Linked DNA regions of Triticum aestivum: region 1 is linked to region 2. Evidence: chromatin contacts called from public Hi-C data. All regions are on one chromosome and are shown on one strand. Each heading gives the region's core, a stretch centred on a gene start, on an enhancer-like site or on the middle of the called end of the contact. The rest is flanking DNA. Distances are from core to core; before and after follow the strand shown.

What was found. Hi-C and Micro-C count contacts between places; a contact is called where the count stands out from the background.
Region 1: a Hi-C map of leaf shows a contact between it and region 2, with 3 times the contacts expected there. The contact joins the promoter of LOC123138311 here to the promoter of LOC123138236 in region 2. A contact is called at or near these places in 2 of 5 Hi-C or Micro-C datasets (both in leaf).

Annotation. Positions count from the first base shown.
Region 1 is chr1B:560,246,944-560,253,498 of IWGSC CS RefSeq v2.1, forward strand. It overlaps LOC123138311 (putative E3 ubiquitin-protein ligase RING1a), which reads left to right and starts at 3,786. Exons shown (of 10, transcript XM_044558265.1): 1 at 3,786-4,114; 2 at 4,244-4,397; 3 at 6,004-6,062; 4 at 6,388-6,469. The coding sequence starts at 3,943.
Region 2 is chr1B:559,851,960-559,857,763 of IWGSC CS RefSeq v2.1, forward strand. It overlaps LOC123138236 (zinc finger CCCH domain-containing protein 36), which reads right to left and starts at 3,700. Exons shown (of 8, transcript XM_044558235.1): 1 at 3,355-3,700; 2 at 1,063-1,189; 3 at 711-895; 4 at 1-607. The coding sequence starts at 3,505.

The sequences.
Region 1 (6,555 bases), core at 2,536-5,035, 400 kb after region 2:
TCTTGGATTGTGCTACGAGACCGTATTTATGATAAGAGTTGATTCTTTATCCTCATTAATAAAACAATGTGCCGCGTAAACAAAAATTGACGTGGAAGAGTAAGAGAAGTCATCACACATAAGCATTGGAGATGTCTTATCTTGTAAAAAAAATATTTATCATGTTTTAGAAAATCTCAAGAAATTGTCGTATTGAAGAAATGTAGTATTATTTGCAACTGTCATGTTGGGACATGTGCAGAAAATGAAACAAATATAGCATATAAGGATGCCATTTTAGTCTCGCATGTTTTTTGGTGTAGACCACAAGCCTATTCGCGGAACTTGGAAAAAAATGTAGGCCGTTTTAATATCCACTTTTGAGATTGTTTCTTGAATTTTTTGGAACTCCACAAGCACCTTTCCACAATTTTAAAATAAAGAGAGCAGATGTGCTGAAAGTGTAGAATACCAAAGTCCTCAGCTTGTACATTTTTCTTTCAGTGTATTGATGACTTTTGTTTTCCACCTTGGATTTGATATTTAGCAAAGCCGAACATAAGTGGCTATAGTGATATCAATATAATTTTCCAAAATTTATTTGTCGCCTTTAAAATTGCAAAGACCTGCGATTCCCCTATGATGTCCTTCTCTTTAGCCATGGAGTTAGATTTTTTAACGCGGCACATCTTGTAAATAATATTAGAGGTATGCATATCACTAAAAAAAAGTAAGAGGAAACTACTCCTCCCTACCGACAAAGTATACAGCTAGCACAGTAACTGTGCATTGCTACGAGTCATAAAAAAGATCATGAGTTAGGCCACTGACTTAGGAGATCATCAAAAGATGTTACTGCCATTTAGCCGTTACCTAATCCATGACTAAAAGAGAGTAAAAATTACAATGAGAAATCACATGGTAGGTGTTGCAGAACTTTAATTGACCACAATAGGTCATTTGCACAAGGTCGGCGATCTGAGGTAGGAGGACAAGCTCTATGGAAACATTGGGGTTTTAATTTGTTTGCTCTCTTATGCTATTGTATATAACTGGAAAAACTGGTTGGTTTCATAAAGTAAACCCAAGATCGTGATATTGAGTTGGACTCTATTTTGTTCGTTTTGTTTGTTACAAGTGTGTTCTCACATGAATTTAGTATTATATTTCTTTATTCATGCTAGGTCTCACATATGAGTTGGATGGTTGCTAGTTTCACATGTGGGTAGGAGCATATTATTTTTTTGTGAAGTTTATTGGGGCCACATGTGAACTCACCATCAACTCTCTTTATAAGCAGGAAAGATATCCACATTAGAAAGCTTAAACTGGATTTCTAAATTTCCAAATAAGAGAGCATCTAAACCAAATCCAAACTATCACTAGAAACTTCAAATTTATGAATTAAATCGTGTAAAGTAAATACCAAAAGTTCCCAGTGAAGGCCTCATGTCAACTCCAAAGGGATGGAGCAAAGAGCTAATGCGGGTCAAACTTATGTGGCATGCTTCGTGAAGATCTAACTACTCAGACCCTAGTATGCAAATAACCACATAACATAGTCAGTGTTGGGTTAAGGCCCGTGAACTTTGGCTGCAATCCCCTCCCGACCGTAGATCAAACATTTTAACAATTTAGACAAAAAAGTTAAGAATTTTGGTTATAAATTGGCTTTAGTGTTGCTAAATATCTCATGTTTTTTTTAGTGTAGACCACAAGTCGACGCATGTTTCTGCAAAACTTCTAAAAACTATGTACACCAATTTAATATTTACATATGGAATCCGTTTTTCTAATTTTTGGAACTCCAGAAGCACCTTTATATAATTCTAAAAATAAAGAGAACATATGTGCTGAAGTGTACAATATCAAAGTCCTCATCTTGTACACTTTTTTAAGCGTGTCGACGAGTTCTTTTTTGATCTTGGCTGGATATTTAGCTAAAGTGAAACGACATGATTGGCTATAATGATTTATTTCTAATTGTCAGTAATTTATTTGTCACTTTTTTAAAATTGCGATGACTTGCGGTTCCTCTATGGCATCCTTCTCTCTAGCGGTGGAGTCGGTTCTTTTTCTTAGTTGCATGTACATCTTGTAAAGAATAACATAGGTATGTATAACACTAACAATAAGATAAAACTACTCCTATCTAATGATAAATTATAAAAATACCCAAATGGCAAAGTTTATGTCAGATTTTTTTACATTTGTCAAATGACAGAGCGTGTAAACTAAATCCAAACTATCGGTAGAACCCTCAAATTTAGAAACTTAGTAAAAGGTAAATACCAAAAGCGGCCAGAGAAGGCCTCGTGTGTCCATCAACTCCAAACAGATGGAATAATGGTTGAACTTGTGTGGCATGTTTTGTGAAAATCCAATCGCTCTGACCCTAGTATGCAAGTAACCACATCCACATGGTATTTTCACGTAATCAGTGTATCAAGATCCACAACAACCCGACTTCAGCCAAGAGCATAGGCCAAAAGCTTTGAAAAATTTAGCAAAAAAAGTAAGATAAAATGGTTGTAAAATGGGTTTAACCCATATAGCCCACAGTTCCACCCTTGGTTTGCACCTTTCTATGTTCCGCCCTACCCCTGCACATAATAATACTACACGACATGGGGTATATCCATCGTAACGCCTCAACTGAAAACCAAGGGGCTTTTCAGGATCTGCCGCACACAAAGTGACTCAACCATGCAGACGTATATATATCACGCGGCGCACGCATGAAAAAAGAAAAAGAACACGAGGCTCACTCGGTTGTACTGTAGGCCTGAATAGTCAACCCCGCCGCTTCGATCCAAGCACTCATGAATACTCCCTCCGTTCATTTTTACTCCGCGTATAAGTTTTGGCCAAAGTCAGACTGCACAAAGTTTGACCAAATTTATATAAAAAAGTATGAACACCTACAATACTTAAACTATATAATATGAAAATGCATATCATGGTGCATCTAAAAATGTTGATATCAAATTACGAATGTTGATATTTTTTAATATAAAGTAAGTCAAACTATGTAAAGTTTGACTTTGACCAAACCTTATATGCAGACTAAAAAGAAACGGAGAGAGTACGAGTTTAGTTTGCCTTGCAGGAAATCAGAAAAGAAATATGGCCTCTAAATACGGGAGATCGCGGATAGAAATGCACTGCGATGATTGCACTCCTGTGATAATAATACGTTCTTCGAGCGAATGCTGGCTGATAATAACCAATGGCAGGATGAGTGTATCCTACTATCCTTGGTTTGATCGAAGGCATTTCTCTTCTCTTCCAATAGATCGACAATCGCTTGGATGGAACGAGGCGAATGGTCGTCGATCGTACCCACGGCCACACGCCGAAGAACACAACTCACACCGATGCATTGGTCAACGCAACGGAGTACCACTCCCAATCATCACCACCTTCCCGCATCGGGCAAGCCTACGTACGCGACGCACGTCCCATATGCAGCCCGCGGCTCCTCCTCGGAAAACTCCTCCGGCTCAGCGCGTGCGTGGCGGCCGTCGTCCGCCGTTGACCCGAGAGGCTCACCGGCGACGAACCGGCTCGCCGGAGACGACGGAGTCGAGCTCGTCCTCCCCCCACGGTCTTTATTTTTCCTACCGTACGCAAGTTAAAAATTTGTTCCGGGCCGCGGTTCCAGCGGGCCGGGCCGGGCCGGGCCGGGTCGGGGCGGGGCGGCCACGCGCACCAACCCAAAGTTACACGCGACGCAGCACAGGGGAGGGCAGGCAGAGGCAGGCACCACCCCCACCCCCCGTCCCCTGCCTCGCCTCGCCTTTCTTTTCCTCTCGCTCTCCGCCTCCCCCTCGACTCGAGCCGCTTCCACCCACCTCCTGCCTCCTCCCTCCCTCTCACTCCTCCGCCCGCCCGCTCCCGTCCGTCCTCTCCCCCGCGACGAGCGCCGCGCCGACGAGCGGGGAGGGCAGCCGGCCGGCCGGAATGCCCGCGCAGAAGCGCCCGCACCCGTCGCCCGACGCGGACGACGGGCACGTCCGGGAGGAGGAGGCTGCCGCTGCCGCCGGGGCCGCCGGCTCCGACACGGAGGGCGGCGGCGGCGTCCAGAGGGCCGCCAACGGGGGCTCCGCGGAGCTGGCCAAGGACGGTGGCGGCGGTGAGAGCTCTGCTTCCAGCGACGCGCGCCGCCGACTCATCTGCCACCGTCACACGCGATGCGCGCATCGCGTCCTCTGTTTCGGCGCCGGGGTCGCTGACTGGCTTGCGTGTCTCACGGGCTCTGCAGATTCCGATGCGGGGGAGGACGACGAGGAGGAGGAGCAGCAGCGGAAGCAGCAGCAGCAGCAGGACGAGCACGAGGAAGGCGGCGGCAGCGGCGGGGACGACGAGGACAGCGACGACAGCCCGTCGTCGGAGAGCGACGCCGCCGACGTGGACGAGTAAGTGGGCCGTCGACGCCCCTCCTCCCTCCCCGCCCCTTCCCATCTCCTCCTCCTCCTCCTCTCGCATCCGTTGCCGATTTCCCGTCGTCGTCACGCCGCGTCCCCGTACGCTGGCTTCGCTTCGCCGGGGTGGTGCCGGAGGTCATCGTATGGGGAGTCCCACCGGGCCGGCGGCCGCATCGTCTCACCTCGTCGGGCTCGGCGCTCCTGTCGCCATGGGATCTTCGTGGTCTCGTGCTTCGTATGCTGGCTCGGGTTTCTCGTGGCGGCGGCGGCGGCCCACCACGAGTCGTCCTCGTCGTTAGGCGCAGGCGCCGGCCGCTTCGTCCGCCCCGCGCCGCCGCGAGCGCTCCCGTCACCGCCGAGTCATGGGATCTTTCTGTAGCATGCATGCTTTCGTCACACGGCTCAGCGGAGGCGCCGTGCTCACGACGGCAAATGCTGGGAGCGGCATCCAGGGTCGATCGCCGCATACCCGAGCTCTTACCCCGGAGTCGCCAGCCACATCTGAACTGGCGGTCATGTTCGTCGTGGTTCAGCTATCTACGGGAATAGTTCCCTGTTTCTCTTGCTTCTGAATCGTGTGCGGCCACGGCCAACTCTTCCATCCCGGCTCTTAGCCTGACCTTCTGAATGATCTTGCCATGCTTAGACCCGTGTGAGCTCCTGGCCAGCCTCTCCCCCGTGCACCCGTGTTCATCATGTCGAATGGTTCTGTGGAGACACCAGGTTCTTATGGCAAACACTATTCAAGCTCATCCAGCCCATGTAAGATCTTCCCGTGGATTTTCTCATTTTGTAGCAGGTGCCGCCTTCGTCTGGATTGGGAGCCTCTTCGTGTTTCCTGCAGTGTCTTGGCCATGACTTGGCCTGTCGTGCTCTGAATATCTATCTGGTTCTACTGTTGCTGTCCTGACCCCCATGACTGCGATAGGTCTTACACTGTTTAGGTGTCTTAACTCAATTTTGTGCAAATGCGTTCTTATTCTCGCGATAGCATTATGCTTTACCTTCCATCAGCTGTCTCTATGAATCTTTCCTCGGTACTGAAATGCACAGATGCTTCTATGAATCTTTTCTCGCTGCTGATGCGAGGTGCAAATCAACCCCTCTGTTGCTGTAGGAGCAGTGCAGTTTCCTGTCAGGAAAGCATTTTGTTCACTAGATATATAAACTCTGTTATCATATTGTAGCACACACACCTTTTCACATTTGGTTCCCTTTGATCCAGATAATTGTGTAGACACTGTTTTTGTTGACCACCTATTGTATGTCGTTTGGATTTTATTGGTACTGCTTAGATTTCTCAGCTGGTTAATTGAATCAAATCAACTCTTCTTCTGCCTGTCAAATGTGAGTTTCCAGTGTTCAAGTTGTCCCAAGGTGCTAATGGTTCCATATTTCCCGTTGTTTTCTCTAGTCCCACTGTGAACACCTGCACATTATGTTCTTTATACTACGCATTTCTTTGAAAAATGCCACGGAACACTTCTGTGTGTTCCATAAGTTGTTAATCAGTAATTGGAAATGCAAATTGGTAATGGAAGATTTGACTTTCTTGTTAGCGAAACTAGTAGCTAAACAGTACTGTTTTCTCATGCAGGTTTATACTAGTGAAATTGATGGATATACGGAAGGAAGTGCAGTGCCCTATATGCTTAGGTAAGCATGCCTTGTCAACTTGCTTTCAAATTCAGAGATAGCAACTCTGTTTACTTTTCATGATTTCTGTGTTGACAGCATTGCTTGTAATACTTGTAATTAAAGCTGGATAATGTGTTCTGTACATCTTTTTGTGATTATTTACTACAAATGTTGAAGCTAGCACATTCATCAAAGCTCACATGTTTCTGTTATGCAAGTATGCATGTTGGGACTGTCCACATCATCAAGAAGCTAGGATGAGTTTTATACAAGAAACTAGACAGAATGTCTGCTCAAACTGTGATATCTAAGAATTTGCTTCTCTTATGGTTCTCTGTTGCAGGCATTATCCGGAAAACAAGAACGGTTATGGAGTGTTTGCACCGGTTTTGTAGGGACTGCATTGATAAATCCATGCGGCTTGGGTATGATCCCTTATGTTATTTGTCTACAGTGTCATTAAAAAAAAGTATAGCCCAGCCTGATTGGGGCTTTGAAAAATCCAAGTATA
Region 2 (5,804 bases), core at 2,450-4,949:
GCTCGAGAAGGTTGGCTACCCAAGGAATGAGCAGAGCTATTGTAGCCTGGACTTCTGAACCCTGTTATACTGTTTGAGCCGTATGAGGCAAAGCTTGAACTATGTTCTTTCTGATGTTTGTGAGGAAGATTTTCTGTTGGTCCACCATAAACAGATCGCTTCTCACCATACTGGGGATAGTCAAATGAAACAGATGAGTCAAATGGCCGATGCCAATAATCAGAGACATGAGAATCACTTAGGCTGCTTGCTTTGGCCACATTCAGATCCGGCAACAGATTTTCTCCATCTAAATGCAATCTACTTAAGGTTCCCCTGCCATCCAAGTAGCTATCAGAGGGCAAACTAATATGGCGTCCCATGAGACTAGGTTTGTGGTTTTTCCCTTGAACTGAGATCTGCACCAGCTCATTTACAGGAGGGGTAGGCTTTGTAGTCCATAAATTATCAGTTCTGCAAGACCTCTCCGAAATATTTAGGTTGGGCGAGTTATGAGCCAGCCCCCTATTATCTTCGCCATAAGAATGAATGAGGGTCCTATATCGCCCATAGTTGTGCAGATCATTCAAGTTGGATACACATTGTGCTTCAAATCCTTCTTCAGAGCCTGAGCAGGGGTGGAGCAATCAAAAGTACTTAGATTTATAGAGCAATCAAAAGTTTGTGGCTGCAAGATATTCATTAAAGATTATCCTATAAAAATCTCATACCTCTATGTTTCCCATAACCAACTGATGTGAGTGAACCAGCATTTTCTTCTTGACTCCACAGGTTACCAAAACCAGAACCCTCTCTTTCATGAGGAGAAGTGCAATTCTTTCCTTGAGCATTAAAGGTACTCGTAGGGGTTCTGGTTTTGCTCCCCAGATCTCCACCAGGAGATGAGCTACTAAATCTAGGTTGTGAATGTGTTGAGTGAATTAGTGAATCAAATGACTGTTTAAGAAGTGTAAGATAAAAGAACATTATGTCTTCCATCAAACACCACAGCAAAGATAGAAATATTGTTCGAAGGTTCAAAATTCCTAGTGCACACAGAAGTAGCAATAATAATAGATGTACCTCCAAGCATTAGTATCTGGCATATCCGAACGTAGAAGATTGCCACTGCCAGTTTTCTTCAGATATTTGACATTGTTATGAGGCAGGAGTGTTGGCTTCTTTTCAGCAGTAGTCACTCCAATAAAACCTAGAAAATGTATGGTTATAATGAGATCCAAGTTTCAACATATACAACCAATTCATCTTAGTGATCTTCATACAAAATTCATACCTATGTTCAACTTATTCGTACTAGCCATTCTATATTCCACCAATCAATTAAAATGCTTAATCTCAAAGAAACTGTTAACAGGTTCCAAATAGCAGAAACCCGATACTTGTACAACGTAGCTGACATACACGTAAAGGATATATTTTTTTTAGTCCAGCAGGCTGCTAACTTATACCATTACAATACATCAATCACTGACAAGAATCATTCCATGCAAGATTTCCTAGGAGTAAGAAATAAATTTGATTTAAGATCCCTATGACTGACTCCAGAACCAACTACTGTTGACTCTGAAGTTCAGGATTTCAATGTTTATTTTCCAGTTTGACTGAACCCTGGAGGCTGAAAAGCCTCTATTGATTCAAGCAAACAACAAATGGACATAGAAGAATGGTACGATCATGGGATATGGGATATAATGGTCCCAAATAAAAAAGGCCGCATAGAGTGTTAGCTTTACCATGGCAAAACCAATGATAAGTAAATAGGGTTGGAATCAGAGGATATAATAGGAGCAAACAAACCAGTTAGTGATAGCTTATAGCATGATACGGGCCAACATTTGGTACATACATGTTATGGATGTATTGGGCAATGGGCAATGACAGCAAGAGTAGCAACTTGGACAAGCTTCTGCTAGAATTTGTGGAGCCCAATTCAGCCAAGAATAATGGTACACAAGGAGTCCAAGTGAAAGGATAAGTAATTATTATAAGACTAGAAGGGAGAGAATTAGGAAAGATTCCAGGAAATTATAAGAAGTCCAACCGTAATAGAAAGGTCTGCGGGGACCAAGGTCTTTCTTCCTTCTCTACTCCAATATTCACAACAATACGCTTAATACAATTCTCATGGCTGAAAACAAGCCTTCCCTGCTACGAATGAGAAGGCCATTGGACTTGTCCATTTCATCCTTATATTTGTGAACCACAAGGTTGTGAGGGATGAGCTAATCAAATGTAAACCAAGATAATTCTCAAGATGGACCTATGACTATGAGTCGTAACATGCCATGAAAACCTGTTGCATATCAGTATGCAAGCCTGCGAAACCGCATACTCTTGTCATGAGCAATAGACTGAAAAACAATTGACCCTCTCCCTAACATCACAGCACAGCAGTAATCACAAGATAAGCATAAGAAGGCACTTCACCATATATGCCAATCGGTTGACTTGATGGTCAACCAAATATTCCTACGTTCCTTCGACAAAATTAGCAACATCAGGGTTTGCCTCAACATTTGCTGTGCTAGGCCGTTGGTTGAGTAAAGCGATAAAAACAGGTTTGTTTTAATAAAAACCAAAAACAAGGAATCAGAACCATTAATCTTTCATGAAAGGCGGAATTTTATAACTAATTGTTTACGCTTGCGTCACGCAACTTCACAACCAACTGCCCTACATAGCTATAGCCACGTGGTGGCGTAATCTATTAGGATATACAGAAACGGCAAAAAACTGCCTCAAACAACACGACAAACTGCTTCACTGATCTACTACATTAACGTTGTGTCGAGCTACGATCTAGTTGCTGCTATACTGCACGAGCTGCTTCACCTACTTAAATACACGCTTCGAGCTCCATGTCGTATAGCAAATAGTCGTACCAATGACGTCACAAGCATAGACCGATACAAGTCATCAAGTCAACCATAGTCAGCAACATAACTTCATCATAACCCATCTACCTAAAATAGCATGGCAATGCCAGCAACATAAACAAGAGCCAACGGCTACCGTTGAAAAACAGGCGCGAAAGGTGAAGTTATGCAATTCAAGCATTCCAAGGCAAACCCTAGAAAACTGCATGCATAATTCCTCGCCTTCTACCAGATCTCCAACACCCCCTGATGCCAGATCAACTACCCAGCACCTCTCCTACACAAGCAAAAACAACTTGGTGGATATCAATCATCAATCAACCGCATAAAGGATGTGCATTTTCCCCGCCGGATCTTACCATCCGCGCCTCGCCTGCACAGATCTAGCGCTTCAAAGCAATCACGCACCGAAACTAGGAGCACAGGAAGTACATTAACCGGTAGAGCATGCGTTTAGAGGGCGATCGAGGGGCAATACCATGAGAAGCGCCGGCGCTCGCGGAGCCCCAGGCCCTCTTCAGCCCGGCCCGCTCCGCCGCCTCCTCCGGCGGGTTCATGATCTCCATCTCCACCTCCCTAATCTCGTCCTTCGCCGACAGCCCGCCGACGGGGCCGGCGGCGGTCGCCATCGGGGGGCGACTGCGGTGCTGCGCTGCGCTGCGGCGGCGACGAGGGTTTGGTGGAGGGAGGGAGGGGACGGGGGCGGCGGCGGCGAGGTGCGCGTGAGTGGGGTGGGGGATTTGGGGGCAAAACCTCGGTCGCTTCAGTTTCTTTCTCCCCTCTCTCTCCTATCTCTGCTGCCCTCGCATCGCGTTTGGGTCGCCACGGCGACGGGTGGCCGGCTATAAAGGGCCGTGCGAGCCGGCCGCGCGCGTGGGTTTTGCGTTTCTGCTAATTCGGCGGTCCCCGCCCGGCGGTATATTTCGGGACGCAAATCCTTCGATCAATGCCCTTCATTCATTGCTCCCAACACGAAACATCGTGCAGCTTTCGGCTTTGACACTTGAAACTCGCAAGGTACCCCGGACGCTTGCCATGGGATGCATCTTCGGAAAACAGAGGATGGAAACTTGGGATGCTGTCCGTTATCTCAGAAAACAAGGATGATCTTTCATGGCTTTGCGCGGGTGATTTTAACCGGGTATTATTCCAACCGGAACAGGCTTTGAGCAGGTGATTTTAATGGGGTATTATTCCAAGCGGAACGGCGAGGAGGGAACCTCCGGAGTTCTATGAAAATGGGGGGCTCCAGGGATCGCTTGCCGACGGCTGCATAGCAGACTTGTGTTTCTCGGGATATCCATTTACATAGGATGGTAAAAGAGACAGGGAGGAAAATATTCAAGTCGAACTAGACCGAGGCACATGTAATGATGACTTTTTGAAAATGGTTCCCGAGACATGTGTCGAGCACATTTTTGGCAGAAGAATCTGAACAAGTTGCCCTTCTTATTCATGCTATGATGACACAGGTCACCAGAGATAAAAGCGGGAAGAGGGGATTAAGTTATGAGGAGGCATGGACCCGGCACAAGCTATATGACGCCATGGTTGCTGACGTGTGGCAATCAGCTGACCAGGACCAGGCGGGTCTTGGTGGGGTGTGTAGCAAATTGGGCAGGGTCACCAGCGACATGCAAAGGTGGAGCCGAATGGTTTTTGGATCAATCCGACGGCAGATAGTGAAGCTTAAGGTGTAGTTGCGTGATGCTAAGGAGAAGTCCTTGCAAACCAGGTATAGACAGGAGGTTAGGGAAATAGAAGATCAACTTCTTTTTTGACACAACGAGCCTCCCTCGTCGATTTCCATTAAAGAAACCGCCACACAAGCTACAAAAGTATGTTAACCGAAAATAAAGAAGAAAACATCTAAGCAAGCGCTACCACATGCAGGCGAAGCACAACATGTCCAGACAAGAACACCCAAGCACAACAAGACCAAATTAACATCCATTGCAAAATCTAAAATGCCATCAACGCCATAAGGAGGCCATCCACGCGCCAAACACATGTATATGCAACCTGATCACCATTATCCAACTCCTATTCTTCTCCTCACGGGATTCCAGGCACGCTTCCCCGAGAACACCTCTCGCAGCACCTCCCTGATACGAGCCACACCCATCTCAGTTGTGTTTCTATTTGGCTTTTTCTGCAATATACTCCAAGACTTCAGAAAAGAGCATAGTTTATATACAACAGAGGTAGGATCATCAGGGTAAATCTTATCAAAACACGCCCTATTTTTGGTCTTCCATATGACCCAGCATATAGTAACCCCCCAAATGAGGACTACCCTCATATACTTCCTAGGGAAAGACTGAATCCAATCTCCCATTAAATCAGCAACCCCATCAGGGGTTCTTTTTAGATCAAAGGCGCACATCACCACCTGCCAGACAAACCTGGCCAAAGCACATTTGAACAGCAGGTGATCATTGTTTTCTTTTCACCCACAAAAATAACACTCTTCATTCCGAGTCCACCCCCTCTTGATCAAGTTCTCCTTAGTAAGTATGCTTCTCTTAATAAGCAACCACATGAAGACTCTAATTTTGAGGGGAACTTTCAGTTTCTAAATCCCTCTAAAACCCACCAGGGCATAAGATTTGAGAAACATATATAGTCCTTTCACCACAAACCTATTCTTGCTATTCAGCAACCATAGCATCTTGTCTTTCTCATAACTCAATTCCACTTCATCCATTAGCTTTGTCAATTCCTCCCATTATCTCAAATATTCACCATGCAATGTCCTTCTAAAAGTGAAACTGGCCCAGCCAAAACTTTTGGCCTTTTTCACAGTAATCATCTTATCAAAGGAAATGTTGTATAACCTTGGGAATAGCTCTGCCACCTTTTTATCCCCAGGCCACACATCTTCCCAAAATAGAGTTTTGGCACCATCTCCAACTACCCTCCTGGTCA